2 separate regions of the Arachis hypogaea genome follow, and region 2 is linked to region 1. Evidence: chromatin contacts called from public Hi-C data. All regions are on one chromosome and are shown on one strand. Each heading gives the region's core, a stretch centred on a gene start, on an enhancer-like site or on the middle of the called end of the contact. The rest is flanking DNA. Distances are from core to core; before and after follow the strand shown. Region 1 holds the start of LOC112738009 (GTP-binding protein OBGC, chloroplastic). Region 2 holds the start of LOC140177550.

The links. A called contact is a pair of places that touch in the nucleus more often than the background predicts.
Region 2: a Hi-C map of leaf shows a contact between it and region 1, with 2.6 times the contacts expected there. The contact joins the promoter of LOC140177550 here to the promoter of LOC112738009 in region 1. A contact is called at or near these places in 2 of 8 Hi-C or Micro-C datasets (both in leaf).

What each region holds. Positions count from the first base shown.
Region 1 is chr13:34,089,467-34,095,030 of arahy.Tifrunner.gnm2.J5K5, forward strand. It overlaps LOC112738009 (GTP-binding protein OBGC, chloroplastic), which reads left to right and starts at 2,620. Exons shown (of 8, transcript XR_003169184.3): 1 at 2,620-3,088; 2 at 3,794-4,860.
Region 2 is chr13:34,253,070-34,258,633 of arahy.Tifrunner.gnm2.J5K5, forward strand. It overlaps LOC140177550, which reads right to left and starts at 3,458. Exons shown (of 1, transcript XM_072210671.1): 1 at 2,871-3,458. The coding sequence starts at 3,458. The coding sequence ends at 2,871.

The DNA of each region.
Region 1 (5,564 bases), core at 1,370-3,869:
TTTTAAATTCTAAATAAATAAATAAATAAATAAATAAAAGAACCCTAAACCCCCAACGCACTCAATCCCATTCCTCTCCCCTCCTTTCTTCTCTGAAACTGAACTGCAAATTTTAAATTGAAAGCACAAAGAACCCTAGCCCTCCAGCCCCCGAGCCACCGCGCCCCGCAGCCCCCAGAGCCCCGCAACAGCTTCATTGTCATCGTCGAACTCGTCTCCGCTGGGTAGAGACGTCGCGTGCGGAAGCTCCGTCGCAGGAGCTGTGTCGCCGTTGTAGGAAGTTCCGTCGCCGTCCTAGGAAGTTGTGTCGCCATCATAGGAAGCTCCCTCGCCGTCGTGTGGAAGCTCTGTGGCCGTCGGCGTCTCCTCTGTTCGAGCTCTCTCTCTCTCTGTGTTCGCTGGTGTCGTCGTCTCATCTGTCGTTGCTGTCTCTTCTGTCGTCGCTATCACTCCCTTTCCTCCTCGCCGCTGGTAAGCCCTGTGACTTGGATTTTGATAATACTGTGTTAACCTCGCCAAGATTGGTAATCCAAGCGACGTCCCGGCGTCAGTTTGGTATCAGAGCAAGGTTGGTCCTTGCGGCCTTCACCTTACTTTAGTAGAATTTTATTTGATGTGTGGGTGCAGATTTTTGGTGTGGATTCGCCAATGGGATCTTTTGGTGTGGATTTGTCAATGAGATCGTCTGCTACCACGGATCTTGTAAAATTTATCTGATTTGTGAGTGCGGATTTTTGGTGTGGAGTCACCAATAAGATCTTTTGGTGTGGATTCATCAACGAGATCAGCTGCCGTCACAAGTCTTTTCACGCAAGAGTTCTTTCAACCCAAGGAGAATGACGCGGGAGCAAGTAGTGTTAGTAGGTTAATTATATTAGTTAATTGTAATAAGGGAATACAAGTCCCACATCGTCCAAGTTATGAAGGCTTTTCCTTCTCCCACTAGTATAAATAACTCATGTACTTTTTATTTATGGAAAGAATTTGTTATTGATCCTCAGATATTTTTTGTTACTGATTTTGTGAATTTGTTATTTTATTCTGAGTTGCCAATGTTTATGAAACTTGTGCTTATTTTGTTAAATTTTTCGGAAAGAATTTGTTATTGATCCTTAGATATTTTCTATTACTGATTTTGTGAATTTGTTATTTTATTCCGAGTTGCCAGTGTTTATAAAATTGGAGTTGTTATTTTATTCCGAGTTGCAGTGTTTATAAAATTGGAGTTGATTATAATGATCCTCAGATTCTGAATTGCTCCTATGTTGATTTTGGAGTTTGATTTCCGGACAAAATTTTTGTTGCTGTTGAATCCTTTTTTTTGGTTGATTGTAACCATTGTGAGTTGCTGTTTTTGTTTTTGTTGATTATAATGATTCTAAAGAGTTGTTTATTAGAATGATTTTGGAATAATTTATTAATTTTTTGGATTAAGTCTGAGTTGTTGTTAATTATGATTTATGATGAAGAGTTTCTTTATTTAATTGAAATTTTTTTATCAATTTATTTATTTTAGTTTTAGAAAGCATGAAACTCAGAGCATCTAAGTTCTATTAATAAAAGATTATAGGATGAATTTATATATTTAAAATTATATATAGATTTTTTAATAAATTTTTTTAATATTTAATTAAATTGGTTGAACTTTGGTTAAATCTCGGTCGAACTAGTAAATTAGTGAATCAGTAATTTTATTGGTGTATTAACCGATTCGGTTCTCACAACCTTGACAGATAGTAAAAAATTGAACCCTAACCTGCCTGTGAGTACCTGCCTCGCCCTTACCTGTCTCTATAATTATTAATTATTAAAATTTAATAAATAAAATAAAATTTCAAAATTTATATAATCTTCGTCACATACATGACATAAATTAAAGTAAAAATTTAAATATAATATAATATTATTAATCATTTTACTAATTATTTTATATATATTATACATATTATATATATACTGGAGCGCGTATTACCTAAACCCGACCCTCTGTCCCGTCCAAGAACCCGTTCCATCCAAGAATCTATCTCGTCGGATAATTATCTACTCCAAACGAATCAGAGCAGAATGAATACCCGCAGATTCAGGTGGTATTGTTATCCTTAGTCTAATAAAAAACACTGACAAAATTAGTCAAACCGAGCGAACTGCTGAATAGGGGTGGCAATGGGTAGGGTAGGGTAGGGTTTGAACCCAACCCTAACCCTACCCGCGGGTTGAGAAATACCCAACCCTAACCCTACCTGCACTCAACTCGCGGGTATCCGACCCTACCCGCGGGTTGACAAAAATAGAGGCCATTAGATTGTTAAAAATTGTATTTATATCTCATTAAATGAGAAATATGTTTTATAAAAATAAATGAGCAAAATTTATAAATTTATAAATTTGGTTGAGTGGCCAAAAAGCTTTTGCACATGCTTAAGATTCTTGGTTCAACTCTCATATGTAACAATTTTAATCATATATAACACATATTATGGAGGGTGCGGATTGGGCGGATAGGATTTACGCGATCGGGTTGGATCGGATTAGATACCCGCAGATAGGGTCCATGCTGCCAGGCCTACTGCTGAACCTGGCCGATTTTTTAAAAATTTTCGATTCGGTGTTATCCCTTTCAAACAGCGCCGTTTTACCCTTTAAAAAAAAAAATTAAACACCTTAAATCAAATTCCCCAAACGCATCCCCGTCCCACTCCTCTCTTCTCTCTGAAAAGTGAAAGAACAAAGAACTAAAGAAAGCCCCCGCATCCCCCGGAACCCACCCACGCCCCCCACTCAGTGCAAAAAATCTAACCCTAACGAACCGAGCCACCATTCCATCGCCGAACTCTTCTCCGGTAGAGGTTGCTGTCGCTGCCGGCGGGGACAGACAGTGGGTTGGGTCTGCTCGTTTCTCCTTGCTCCTCTTCTCCTCGACGTCGCACGAAGGCATGCTTGGAGCTGTTGGCGTCGCCGCCGCGAAGGGCTGCTCGGTCGTCGCCTCTGCTCGCCTCGCCGTTCTCCACCGCGAGTGACGTCTGCTTGCTTCTTCGGTTCTGCTTGCTTCTTCGAGTGACGTCGTCATTCTGCTCACCTCTTTGCTACGGTTCTGCTTGCTTCACTCTGTTCTTTACCAGTTTTTTTTCCCTTTTTTATGATTTTATTTATTTTATTTCTAAAATTATAGGTTAAACTAAAATAATCTGATTTTGTGATATTGTTCATTTGATTGCTGAGAACATAAAATTAATAATCAGATTTGTGATATTTATTGTTGGTTGTTAATATAATAGTAAATTAGTAACAGTAATAATGGAGTTGAAGTGAAACAAGATGGGTTTAAGATGTTTATCAATACGAAATTGTTGAATTTTTCTTAGAGATTTTTCTGATTGTGAGTTGATTTTATTGATGGAACAATTTTTGTTGACTGTATATTAAAGATCTTGAAGCACTTAATGATGATTATGATTTTTTATGATTAGAGTCTTTGTTTTGTTGACCAACCCTCCTAGTGTGACAAGACTTTGTTGTTGTTGTTGCAGTAGTGTCTTTGTTTAGTTGAAAACTTGTTTGTCAATGTTGTTTCTTTTGGTAGTAGAACATTATGTGTTTGTTATATATTTGATCTATTTTAGTTATAAATTTTGATGTTTAAAGTTGTTTATGAATTCTTATTGATAAATTATGGACAATTTATTACGTGAAATTGTGAAATTTTGAATTTTATTAGGTTAGAAATTATTGAATTTAAATATTTAAAATTATATATTAAATTTTAATAATTTTATTTAATATTTAATTAAACCAGTTGAACTCTGGTTGAACCCTAGTCGAACCATTGAACCGGTGTACCAGTCGCCTCACCAATTCATTGACCAGTCCGATTCTCGCAACCTGCTAGAGGCATTGCCGAATGGCTTTTTCCGTTTCAGTGTGCTTCTCCCCTAATGCACTAGCTCGCCCAAACACACACAACAACAGACCCACCCGCACCACCACCAACAAGCCCCACCAATCCAACCCTAAATTCAACAACAAAAAAACTGCCACCACTTACTCCACCCCTCCCGAACCGCTTCTACTCCCCGGTGGCGAAGCCACCACCTATGCTCGCCTTCCCCCCAAGGACGACTACTCCGCCCCCTCCTCCTGCACCTCCCATGAACTCAAGCTCGCTGAATCAACCCCTGTAAACTTCAACAAGCAACTTCAAGAAGAAGAAGATTTCAGTGACAATTTTGAAGGAAATTATGAAACACTAGCAGTTTTCGAGGGAAAGGGTGGTGCCGAATTGGACGGCGGGGAAGACGAAGACGATGACTTATTTGACGAAGACGAAGACGAAGACGATGACTTATTTGACGAAGACAGCGAGCTTTTGAGCTTCGAAGAAGAGCCAGCGAAGGAGAAAGGAGTGCCTGCGGTGATGCGGTGCTTCGATCGGGCCAAGATCTACGTGAAGGCGGGCGATGGAGGGAACGGCGTGGTGGCGTTTCGCCGCGAGAAGTACGTACCTCTTGGCGGTCCCTCCGGCGGCGACGGAGGGAGAGGAGGGAACGTGTACATGGAAGTGGACGGATCGATGAACTCGCTGCTGCCGTTCAGGAAGAGCGTGCACTTCAGGGCAGGAAGAGGAGCACACGGGCAGGGGAGGATGATGAGCGGTGCGAAGGGAGAGGATGCGGTGGTGAAGGTGGCACCGGGAACAGTGGTAAGGGAGGCAGGGAAGGAGGAGGTGCTGCTTGAGATGGTGAAACCTGGGCAGAGGGCTCTGCTGCTACCCGGTGGAAGAGGCGGCAGAGGGAATGCTTCATTCAAGTCTGGGAATAATAAGGTTCCCAAGATTGCTGAAAATGGCGAAGAGGGCCCAGAAATGTAAGTTTATGTTGATACTAATTGTTTCATATCTACAGAATGTGAGTTATTTTCTATAATCCATTCTTTTATAGGCTGTAAATAGTGTGTACTATTGTTGTGCATGAGATCGAAAATATTTCTATCAATACATGTTTGAATGCAAGTGATAGAATTTTATAGTTTGTTATAAGCTGGCCTATTATATATTGTTTTAAACTCGAGATAAATTATTCTACCACCCACTTCGCATTCAAAACAGTTTAGAAATCACAATTGTCTTTCCTTTTTTGAAGAGAACCCGAAGTAGACTACACTAATATTTTCTTAACAATGCCTTGGTTGATAGCTTAGATAGACAAATAAAGAGTGTTCTTTCCCCTTCTCTACAAATGGCAATGGCAAGTTTACTTTTTGTACTTAGCATTTGCTTGCTTTTGGTTCTGCTTTTACTGAAGCTTGTTTGATTTGATATTCCGCTCAATGATAGACTGAGAGTTATATTTGCATTTCAGCGATGCAATGTGGTTTGTGTTTAACAGAAAGTAAACTTGTTATTGCGATTTGTGCATTACATGTATCAATATCATGTATCACTACAAATGCAAGAGCATTGTCATTTATTCTTTTCTAGATTTTTTTGTTCAGTGATTGGTGATGCACTGATGCCCATGAATCTCAAGATTTATTTTTCTTTATGACCATAAAAGCTGCCAAAATGCAGG
Region 2 (5,564 bases), core at 2,208-4,707, 160 kb after region 1:
TAATTTATGATTATTGAACTTATTCTGGTTATGCATAAGTTGGGTACAAAATATAATTTTATTGGTAGTAATAATGGACATTTGAGTATAATCATGTTATTGTTAATATAATTATGTACTGGTAGTTACAATAAAAATGTGATATTGCAGGGTTCATGGATGTTGATATGTGATCACTTTTTGCCGTCGGACTCGTACAACCCAATTGTTGAGGGGCATTTACGGTAAACTGGTTTTTACCATGTTTCTCAGATTGGAGTTGTTCAATGCCAGTCAGCAATGATTAATGCTCTAATCGAGAGATGGCGACCAGAGACTCACACATTTCATTTTCCGGTTGGTGAGTGTGCCGTGACGTTGGAGGATGTGGCGATGATTCTCGGTCTGCTGACAAATGGAATTCCAGTTACAGGACCAACCATGAGTAGTTTTGAGGCCTTGGAGGCCGAGTGCTTGCACCACTTTGGTGTTGCACCGAGGAAGACGGACTGTAGAGGAAGCTTTATAAAACTGACGTGGATTAAGGGTTTGAAGGATTGCATAGTGTTGACTGATGATATTCAGATTCAGAGGTACGTCAAGTGTCACATAATGTTATTATTTGGGGACAAGTCGGGTGCAGCGGTGCACTAAAAATTTCTGCCTTTGCTTCGTAACTTCACTGGGATCATATAGTTTAGTTGGGGTTCGGCATGCCTCGCACACTTGAATAGATCATTGTGTAGGGCAACTTGTGTCGACTGCAAGGAGATGGATGGTCCGCTTACACTTTTTCTTACTTGGGTTTGGATCTGTCTCCTATTTCTTGCGTCGATTTCTGACAATCCCCAAGTGTTTCCAATTGCAAATAGGTAAAATGAATTAATGTATGCGTTGAAATCTCTACTAGAAATTGTATTTTATTTTTTACATAATAAGTTAAATAAGAGATTTCTGACGGCAGGTGGCGCAACTGGGAACGTGGAAATTATGCTTACCGATACCATACGCTTGCGCACTACAGGAGGTTGTTGGATGATCTGCAAGAAGGACATGTATGTTGTAAACTACTAGTACCTACTGTAGTTTGATAAATGAATTAATTGTTGTGTAGTCATTTGATGGTCTCGATGTGTTCAGTTTGTGTGGTAGGCTTATAGCATTGACCACATTAAGCCAGATATGATTTCTGTAGACATCCGGCAGCATTCAGTTGTTTGGAGTGCCACAGTGCCGCTTATATCTTTCGATAGATTCAGGAGGCAGGTTGGCTTGATCCAGGATATTCCTAATCAAGAGCAGGATCTAGATGCATCACACGGGAAAGTACTAACTGAATCTAAGAATTAAGATTGGTCTGACACTTACTCTTTTTGGGTGATGCAATGGACCAATCGGTATAGTCATATTCTTGTTGATGATTTGGTGCCTTTACATTATCCTTTGGAGATTTACATGCATTAGTACCAAGGAACATTCGGTGCCCACTTGCAGATATCGGACCTCGTATTTCAAGAGAATTCAGAGGGTCCTCATAATCAGGAGGATCAACAACAAGAACCACCGACACTGCCCCTGCCACCGCCACCGGTCCAACAGAAGGTTCAGTATGTTACACCGTATGTTTTGCACACGCATCCGTCGGATTATTTTACACAGTCAGTCCTGTTACATCAACAGTATTGGAGTGGTCCACAAGTTGATGTAGGGGAGCAAGCTTCATTTAGCAAGCTGCTTGGTTTCATGGCTCCAGGGCCAGGTTACTTACATTCAGGTAATTATGATGACATTCCCACCGACTAGTTGGCACATCCGAGTGGTATTACTCCAACTAGGAGGTCATTAGATTCGATACCTCAGGTTCGCACTACCTCTGAAAATTCTGGAGATAGAATGTTTGTTGACTGGTCTAGGAGTGTTGATGCCACGAGAGGGATTATACAAAGTGGAAACACTAGGCGTATTCCAATGAGTCTAATTCAGGAGAGCAATAAGTCAGTTGATGATGAGACTGATGACTACCTAGTAGACCATCCGGATAGTGATGGCGATGAGGATGAGGATGAGAATGAGGATGAGGATGAGGAGGACGACAATGATGTCGATGATGAGCCGGCAGGTCAAGATGATGAAGACCACGGTGATGATCCCACACCTAGTGCAGTTAAGCTATTAGTTGTATATTGATAATTAACTAGTTTGTGTTGTATATTGATAGTAGCATATAGCATTGTCTTGTATATTTATAGTCATTTTGTTTTGATTATTTACATGTCTTGTATGTTGATCTGATAGGTACGGCTACAAGTGAAAAAGGAAAAGGCTACAACCTTAGAACGGATCCTCCGCGCAGGAGCACTAATCGGTATACCCCGTCCGCTTTTAACAGGGTTGTAAAGAAGTGCAAGAAGTTATACAAAGATGTGAAGTCGGCAATGAGAAAATAATGTGTGTGAAGTTGTTCATTGTGTTAACTAGGTAGTTGTAACTATTTTGGTTTGAATGTGTGTATTGATTATGTTAATTAGGTTGTTGTTACTGTTTTGGTTTGCATTTATGGATCGACTATGTTAATCAGGTTGTTGTTATACTTAATTATGTACTTAATTAAACTGCATACAATATATCAAAATGCTAATGTCATACAATAACATACAGTCAACTGAAATGCAACAAAAATAACTCTAATTTCCGACTAGTCCCGCACTTGGACCACCACTTTGACGACATCTACTACGGTTGTGGCCCTCAGCACCGCATTGCTTGCATCGCCTAGGACCACGTAACATACGTGTATCCATCTCCTTCAAGAAGCGGGTCATCTTAGGCCGACCTATGGCTACCCGTCTTAGGAACGGATTTCCAACGAATTGAGGTCCATGATAAGGAGGCTATGTTGTAGGATTTTCCAGTGGTCTGAACCTAGCCCTGTATACTCTTCGAACTTGGTCCATCTTGTAAACGTCATGAACATACACTTGCCAATCCAACCGATGATTTGCACAACAAGCAAATACATGTCGACACGGAATTCTGTCAACCTGGAATTCACCATAGTCGCAACGTTGTTGGCGTAGGTCAATTGCATACTCAACCCCACTAGGCATCTCACGTACTTCAAAGACTTCAGTTTCTCTGTCAAAGCAACTAACTTGTATGTTTCCTGATGCTCGTTGATTTGCATGCAACTTAGAGGTCACAAGCTCAGAGAACACATGCCCAGCATTAATGCGAGTCTCAGCCTTAGCTCTTTTCCTAGTGAACAACTCATTCAGTCTGTAAAATGTAGCCTTCACAAGTGCAGTGACTGGGAGATTGCGTGCCCCCTTCAAAACGGAGTTGATGCACTCCACAAGGTTGGTGGTCATATGACCCCATCGATATCCACTGTCAAATACCAAAGCATACAGCTCACGTGGGATCTGGTCAAGCCAGTTGGTGTAAGCCTCACCCCGTTTGCGTAGTCGTTCATAGCACATCTAGTACTCTCGAATCGTCCTCGAATATCCTATGATAAGAAACATTCAACCATGAACAACATTCTATTCCATCGTATTTATAATAATAAAAGATTGCCTGTAATTCAAACTTACCGATGTTGACGATAAGCTTTTGCAGGTAAGGTGTCTTGAACTTCCTCAAGAAATTCGACTCAATATGCCTTATACAAAACATATGGAAAGCTCTAGGAGGAGACCAAGCCCCATTACTACGAGCAATAGCTAACCTGATGGAATCGTGTCGATCAGAGATAAGTCCTACACCATCGCGTGTCACCACATGTTGGCGCAAGTTACTTAGAAAAAAGTACCACGCCTCAGAAGTCTTTCCCTCCACTATGGCAAATGCAATAGACACAATATTGTTATTGCCATCTTGTTAAACTGCTACCAACAAAAAACCCTAGTATTTTCCATACAAATGAGTCCCGTCCACCTGCACAACTGGCTTGCAATGTCTGAATGTCCTTATACAAGGGTAATAATTCCAGAAGACTCGATGCAGTACACAGATATCAGGAACTAAATCATCCCCCTGGTATGCAGGCATTATTTCAAAGTGAACCACCGCTGACGGCTCCTTGTAACACATGGCCTCAAACCATATGGGCAAGGCTTCGTACGATGCTTCCCAACCTTCGAAGATTGACTCCACCGCCTTCTGCTTTGCCAACCATACTTTGCGATAACTGATGGTGTAGTTAAACTTCGACTGTACTTCTGCAATGACTGATTTCACCTTTATAGATGGGTCAACCTCTACCAACGGCTTAATTGTTTCTGCAACTGTCTTGGAATCTAGTTTCGAATGGTCTTGAGAAATACTAGATCTGGTACAAGTGTGACTACCATTGTACCTCCTTATCTCCCAACAGTACTTCTTCTACATTTTGGTAACCCAGATAAGCCAATCACAACCTGTGCCATATTATGTACATTTAGCATAGAATGTCGTCGGTTCCAACTCATACACCCTATAGTCTACACCTCTACGGATGGTATAATCCTTCATCACCTTGATTATTGCCTCTCTCGAACTGAATTTCATTCCAACCGTGAATTCACTATCCACCACAATAGGAAGCTTTGCTACAATTACACAGCAAGATATGTATTCTCGTAAATAATAATAGTCTATATTTTAACAGATATAATTATAGTCTATATTTTAGCTATCTTATCTACCTAAAGACCTAGTAAATATAGTCCATACTAAAGAACTATTAACTAATAAAATAATCAAATGCATGTTACACAAATTATAATTCACAGATCACATATTTTACTCTTCTGATCTTATTGATCTACTACCCCAAACTATCACATAACTATCTTTCTTTACATACCTGTATTCATGTATTGAGGAAACTCCGGTGCATGCATAGCCTCCAAATCCAACGACCGCGTGAAAGAAGGCTCTTGAAACGGTTGTTGGTTTGCCAATACATTTGTGACCTCCGCTACATCTGCGTTCATAGTGCCGTTAGCTTCATCATCTTCTTCACCCAGACCAACTATCTCATAATTACTTTAAAATTCCTCCTCGCTATCACTATTATAATCTTCCAATTCAATATTTCGGTCCATTTTAGACTGCTCGAACTCAATATATAGCTCGATGCATGACATTCGATGGTGATTTTCAATATATATTGAAAACATTTCATGCATGCTCGCTTCATCCGTCACGTATTTGGTTTGAAATTGAACGAACCCCCAAAATACGGATAAAGGATACATGTACAAAATACACGATACTCTCCTAGATATATGAGGATCTATCTTCTCACAAATCACACCTTTTAATTCCTCAAACGATAATGTGTATGGAATAACAACATCTAACGGATTTTCACATACAAATTGAACTCCTTCATACGTTTATAATAAAATCTGTCCAAAATAATATATTTTCAAAATAACTCTATCATCTATGATAATAGTGATATACTAAGCACTCTCAATCACACTATTATTTTTTTGGAAGAATGAAGAAGAAGGAGAACCAGAGAAGAGGAGCAACATTACTTCCTGGTTTTTTGAACTAGACGAAGAGATAGTAGAACTAGTGGGGAGTTCTCAAAG